Linked DNA regions of Sus scrofa: region 1 is linked to region 2. A link is a contact called in public Hi-C data. All regions are on one chromosome and are shown on one strand. The core of a region is the stretch at or near the end of the contact, and the rest is flanking DNA. Distances in the headings are between cores, read along the strand shown.

Region 1 (3,344 bases), core at 278-2,777, 160 kb after region 2:
GGTCATAAAAAATGGCAACTTCTGTCAGGATTTGTCAAGGAAAAAAGGAAGAAAAGAATGTTACTACACATGTAACATTGCAAAATTAGATAAATGAGAAAAAAGTAAGTTTACACCAATAAAATTTAAAAACCTTTGAGAATTAGATTTGTTCCTGGGACAATAAACTTTCATCCGCACTGACTCAAAAAATAAAACAAAGCTTGACTTGTGCACTAACCATGAAAGTATCGAATTAAAAATTTAAAATCTTCCTGTGATCAAAATCCTAGGCCCAGACTTTCTCATAGGTGAGATCAAGGTGCTGGTAATTCCAAACGTAAACTCTTTCAGAGAGGAGAAAAAGAGGAAGCACTTGTCAATTCACTTTATAAGTCCAGTACAACCTTGATGCCAAAACCAGACAAGAGCAGTATGAGAAAAAAAATGTATTCAAAGAAATGATTAAACATCGGGCAAAATTCTGAAACAAAGTATCAGCTGTCAAAATTTAGCCATTGACTAGAAAAAAAAAATCACAGCCAAGCTAACAAATCTAGGGCCAGCTTAGCAGGTTAAAGGGGTGTAGGAGGCGGGAGAGAAATACGGTCACTCTGCCGTCGTAGAACAAACATTTGATGAAGTTACACGCCAGGTCATGGCTTCACAAATAAGCAAACACAGCTTCTGGCAATAATAGGAAGATCATCTCTACCTTAACCAGAAAAGGGGAATCTAAAATATTTTATTTATTTTTCAGAGATCTGGAAGCTAACCCAAAATGAGCTTTCTTCCTTAATAGAAGGACGAGGGAAGGTTGTTAATATTTAAGCCTTCTTTTTGCTCCATTGCATGTACGAATGTGTGCGTATGTGTACAGATGTGAATATATACAACCGCCCAGAGCCAAGAATGTGTGTTCTGGAGGAACGCTGCTAAATTAAAATCCTAGGATTGCATGATTTAGGGCAAATTTCCTAACTCCCCCGTGCCTCAGTTTTCTCAGCTGTAAAATGGTCAGGAAAACACCTCATTGGGTTGTTGTGAGAATTAAATAAATACATACATGTGAGGCGCGTAGGAAAATGCTTGACAGATTGTAAACCCTCAATATATGTATTAGTGGCTATGGTGATTTTTTTTTTTTTTGGTACTAAAATGTCTCCTTTATATTTTTCCTATATTTTCCAAGTTTTCTACTATATTCTACTTTTATAAAAAGAGCTGTTTTATTTATTTATTTATTTATTTATTTATTTATTTATTTATTTATGCTTTTCAGGGCTGCACCTCCTGCAGCATATGGAGGTTCCCAAGCTAGGGGTCAAATCGAAGCTGCAGCCGCCAGCCTATGCCACAGTCACAGCAATGCCAGATCTGAGCTGTGTCTGTGACCTACACCACAGCTAATGGCAATGCCAGATCCTTAACCCACTGAGCGTGGCCAGGGATCGAACTTGTATCCTCATGGACACCAGTTGTGTTCACTACCACTGAGCCACAACAGGAACTCCTAAAAAGAGCTATTTTAAACAGACACCCGCTCCCCCCCTCACAAAAGCTCAAGACCTTTGATCTGAGTTGCCTCATATGCTGCCCTGGAAGGTTGGGTTGTAGCAAACCAGCACTTTTTTTGTTTTGTTTTGTTTAATGGCCACACGCACGGCATATGGAACTTACTGGGACAAGGATTGAATCTGAGCCGCAGCTGTGACCTATGCCACAAGTGCAGCAACATTGAACCCTTTAACCCACTGTGCTGGGCTTGGGATCAAACCCATGCATCCACAGTGACCCGAGCCACTATAGTTGGATTCTTAACCCACTGCACCACAGCAGGAACAAAACATCATTTCTGAGCGCTCTACTCTCATCTGTCAGGGTACCTCTGCTAGCTACTTCTCCTATAACAGGAGGGTTGAAGCCTTGCTCTGACCACATGTTATCACCCCATAACTGTCCACTGTGAGCCGTGGTGACTCCAGTGACAAAGGAAAGGCTCTTTCTGATCCTGCTGAGACTAAGATGCCCCTGACTCACCCATGGAACTTCCTAACCAAGCATGTTCACCCTCTGTTCCTGAACACTGATTTGCCAGGTCAAAGAGTGCTTGCAAATTTGTCCTGCTGACAGGCACCTGGCTTGGGAACAGTGCTTTATTCTGTTTTCACTCAGCCTTTCCCCACATCCTGACACAGGCAGCCCTGAGCTGGTGGATTCTAATGGTATGCAGCATTTCCTAACGAATTTTAATCAATTTTCCCAATTGTTCAGGAAATGTTCTAGGTTAGAGAAAGAGGACATGATGGGAAGCTAATAACATTCCCTGTTCTCAGAAGTTTAGATTTTCATATAGGAAGATAGAAGAAAATACATAGGGTAATTATAGAGTATAGTAAGTTGTCTTAAAGGGAAAGTGCAGAGTTCTCTTGTGGCTCAGTGGGTTAAAGGCCTGGCTTTGTCACTGCTATGGCACAGGTTCTATCCTGAGCCCAGGAACTTCCAAATGCTGCAGGCACAGCTAAAAAAAAAAAAAAAAAAAAGAAGAAGAAGAAGAAGAGGAATTCCCTTCATGGCACAGTGGTTAATGAACCTGACTAGGATCCATGAGGATGTGGGTTTGATCCCTGGCCTCGCTCAGTGGGTTAAGGATCCCATGTAGCTGTGGGCTGTGCTTTAGGTTGCAAACACGGCTTGGATCCTGCATTGCTGAGGTTTAGGTGGCAGCTGTAGCTCTGATTCAATTCAACCCCTAGACTGGGAATTTCCATAAGCCACAGGTATGGCCCTACAAAGTGAAAGGAAAAAAAAAGAAGAAATAAATGAGGTGATATGACAGAGTGATGGGAGAGGGGGCTTCAGACAGGTGCCCAGGGACAGCTGTGCTGAGCAGGTGATGTTATAGTGGAGACTCTGAGATCAGAGGAAGTATTTTATGCAAAGAATAGCAGTGAATGTCTTCTGGGCAAAGGCAGCAGCCAATGCTTTGCAGCAGGAAAGAACACTCCGTGTTCAAAGTTGGTGTTTATAGTATCACGCATAAGAGAAATGCTGGGGAGGTCAAAGTGTGGGGACTTGTCCAGGCCACAGAGTTTGGATTTTATTCTAAGTACAGTAGAAAGCCACAGGCTTTTAAATGAAGTCTGGTGGCAATGACATACAAAATTGATGTTTCAAAGATTATACTGGTTTATGTATGGAGATGGATGGATGGAAAATAATAGCAGAAGCAAGGAAGCTTTGGGGAGGCTGTTGCAATAACCTAGGTGAGGGGTGATGACTGCTTGGACCTGGGGGTGGCAGAAGAGATGGCGAGGGATGAATCAAATTGGGTCTTTTTGGAAATAGAGGGCAGCTGGTGTATT
Region 2 (3,129 bases), core at 478-2,977:
CTGCCTGAAGCCCTGGTTCTCAAAGCAGTTAGGTCCATTCCAGTCTGGGACATACTTTGTTGATTAGCCTGATTATTTACTCTTTATAATTGCTATTTATGTTTGTATATTTTCATGCCAGTTCTCCACAATGAGAGATCAGGAATGCATCTTGCACTGTATATATCCCTCAATATAAAAAATGCCTTGTGTGTAATAGGACTTGTCAGAAACAGGATTTTCTTCATGTGGCCAAATTCTAGAGCTGAAGCAAGATTTGGAGATCCGACAAGTTTGTTGATGGATATAGTGGAGTCTGAATGAAAGAACACTTTAGATCTTTGAACCTAGCCATATACTCAAAATAAGCGATTTTGACTAAGTGGCTTTTATTAGTACCTATTACTGAGGCTAATTTATAAAGAAAGATATATAGCATGGATGAAGAGTTTGATGCAAAAGTAAGTCTAAAACATCACAAAAATTAACCTATGGAGAAATATTTCCACAGTTTGACGGTCATGTCAAAGTTTAAGGTGCAGCTTCTGATTAAGACTAATGCTCTTGATTCCGTGTTTTGTGACACCCCAGACTGGTGATTTCTCAGAATTTGTACTCACTACATGCAGCACCATGGTATTCCAGAAGGTGGCGCTGCTTTTCTGCAGAAATTTTTCGTGATCCGCTCAACAGCCTCCTCATTTGCATTACTGCTGCAAAGACTTGGCCAGAAAGCAATCTGAATATTTTATATTAGCGGAAATAGGAATTGCTTACATTTATTATATATTCCCCGATAAATGCAGGTTTCAGAAAGTTAGATTTTTTAAAAATGGCTTTCAATTTTTTTTGCATTTCTGACATTGAGAGACCAAGTTCCTCATTATCCCTGAACACTTTCAGATCTTTCAGATATATAATGGGTTGAGGGGACTGAGAGGACTTGAGTAGGCATCTAGGCCACCCTTCCTTTCTTTAGGTGAGGATCATATAGTCCAGATCCCTGACCAGGTCATCCATAAAGTCAAAGGCAGAGCCAGGAGTCAAACTCAGATCCCTTCACCATCCCATCCTATCCCTGCTGTTAGTTGGCATGTATCAGTTAAGCATCAGGTATGCCTCGCTGCTAAGTGTAAGGTGACAAAAGCCAATATCCATCTCATTCTGAGGATCTGCTATGGGGAGTCCTCAAATAGGAGTGTGTGTGTGTGTGTGTGTGTGTGTGTGTGTGTGTGTGTGTGTAGAACAGGGGTTCTGTACAATGATTTGTCTCATTCTTTTTTGCAGCATCTGACCCAGGGTAAGCCCTCAACAAGTATTTTTTGAGTAAATGAAGGATGGAAGGAAATGAAGAAAGGAAGGAAGGAGAGAAGGAGAGGAAAGGGAAGGAAGGGAGGAAAGGAAGAAAAGAGGGGAAAGAAGGATCGGAAAGAGAACAGAAAGCGTGGAGGAGAGGGAGGGAGCCCAGCGACTTGGAGCACCGCTTATCACCAGCAACAGCCAGAAGGTAGGGGCTGGGATGATTCACCCTGGGTCAGAGCGCTCTGAGAAATAGGATGGAGAACACTTTCTGGCCAACTGGGTTATTTTATTAGCTCTTATTTCATCCTATTTTGACTCAGAGTAAATTAAAAGGTGAATTTGGCGGCTTGTAAGTCTCGGGGAGGCTAAGTCTCCACCTGCCTCTGGTGTCGAGTCTGGCGGCGCTGGGAGGACATCCGCCCCCTCTCCCAGCCTCTCCCCCGCCCTTTCTCCCAGCCTCTCCCCCGCCCCCACTGGGTTCCCTCTGCTAACATCCTGGAAACTGCCCATTCATAGGGCAGACGGGACGTGGAAGATTTTGGGAAGAAGTCCATATTCAGAGTCAGAAAAATTCCAGGAAATCCAAACACATGGTTTTATTAGATTCAAGTCTAGAATAAGAATTATCGGTCTCAGTGCAAGCAGAGCAGAGAGGCAACCGCCCGAGACAGGAAGCACCGCCTCGCCTTTGAATACTCAAAGGCGAAGTACTGGCTTTTCTGTCTTGTGATTTATCTAATTCTAGAGGCAAAGCCTAAATGCCCTGAATTTTATTTCTGTGATTTTCCTTAAGATCCAGTCCCTCCATGGGGATTTTTATGTTTTATGCCATGGATCTCGCTTGACCTAATCAGCCATCAAAAATCATCTACCCTATGTCCCACTACTTTTGGGGTTTTTTTGGCTGCACTCTTGTTACTGGAAGTTCTCAGGCCAGGGATGGAACCCTGGCAATGACAATGCCAGATCCTTAACCTGCTGAGCCATCAGGCAACTCCCTATGTCCCATTCTTTCCCTTGCTAATTGACTAAATAATCTGAAGTGATAATTCCTATCTTAGAGACATATTTAATTTTTAAAAATTTTTGTTGAAAGATAGTTATTTACAATGTTGTGTTAATTTTAGGTATACAGTAAAGTGATTCAGTTATACATGCACACACACATATATTTTTTTCATATTTTCTGTTATAGATTATTACAAGATATTGACTATAGTTCCCTGTGCTATACAGTAGGTCTTTATTTATGTTTTATATATAGTTCTGTATATGTGTTTATCCCACACTTCTCATTTATTCCAACCCCTCTTTTGCCTTTGGTAACCATAAGATTGTTTTCTATATCTGTGAGTCTATTTCTGTTTTGTAAATAAGTTCATTTGTATCATTTTTTTAGATTACATTAGAAGTGATATTGTATGATATTTGTCTTTCTCTGTCTTACTTCACTTAGTATGACAATCTCTAAGTCCATCTATGTTGCTACAAAAATTATTTTTTATGTCTGAGTAGTATTCCACTGTACATATGTACCACATCTTCTTTAACCATTCATCTATAAGATGGACATTTAGGTAGCTTCAATGTCTTGGCAACTGTAAATGGTGCTGCAGTGAACACTGGGATGCATATATCTTTTTGAATTATAGTTTTCTCAGGATATATGCTCAGGAGTGGGATTGTGGGATCATGTGGTAACTCTATTTTTAGTTTTCCTAAGGAAGCTCCTAACCATTCTCCATAGTGGCTGCACCAATTTATATTCCTACCAACAGTGTAGGAGGGTCCCTTTTCCTCCACACCCTCTCCAGCATTTATTTATTTATTTATTCATTTGTTATGGCC

The links. A called contact is a pair of places that touch in the nucleus more often than the background predicts.
Region 1: a contact with region 2 is called in a Hi-C map of liver, with 7 times the contacts expected there. The contact joins two enhancer-like sites. A contact is called at or near these places in 2 of 47 Hi-C or Micro-C datasets (both in liver) and 1 of 2 datasets of contacts at active chromatin or transcription factors (alveolar macrophages).

What each region holds. Positions count from the first base shown.
Region 1 is chr1:29,256,459-29,259,802 of Sscrofa11.1, forward strand. No RefSeq gene overlaps it. Among named protein-coding and RNA genes, the nearest start is that of ALDH8A1, 200 kb to the left of the region's middle. Within about 2 kb of position 1,528, at least 4 of the 83 cell types and tissues checked have an H3K27ac peak or open chromatin away from gene starts, as enhancers often do. A contact at or near this core is called in liver, where this site is marked.
Region 2 is chr1:29,100,499-29,103,627 of Sscrofa11.1, forward strand. No RefSeq gene overlaps it. Among named protein-coding and RNA genes, the nearest start is that of ALDH8A1, 41 kb to the left of the region's middle. Within about 2 kb of position 1,728, at least 29 of the 83 cell types and tissues checked have an H3K27ac peak or open chromatin away from gene starts, as enhancers often do. A contact at or near this core is called in liver, where this site is marked.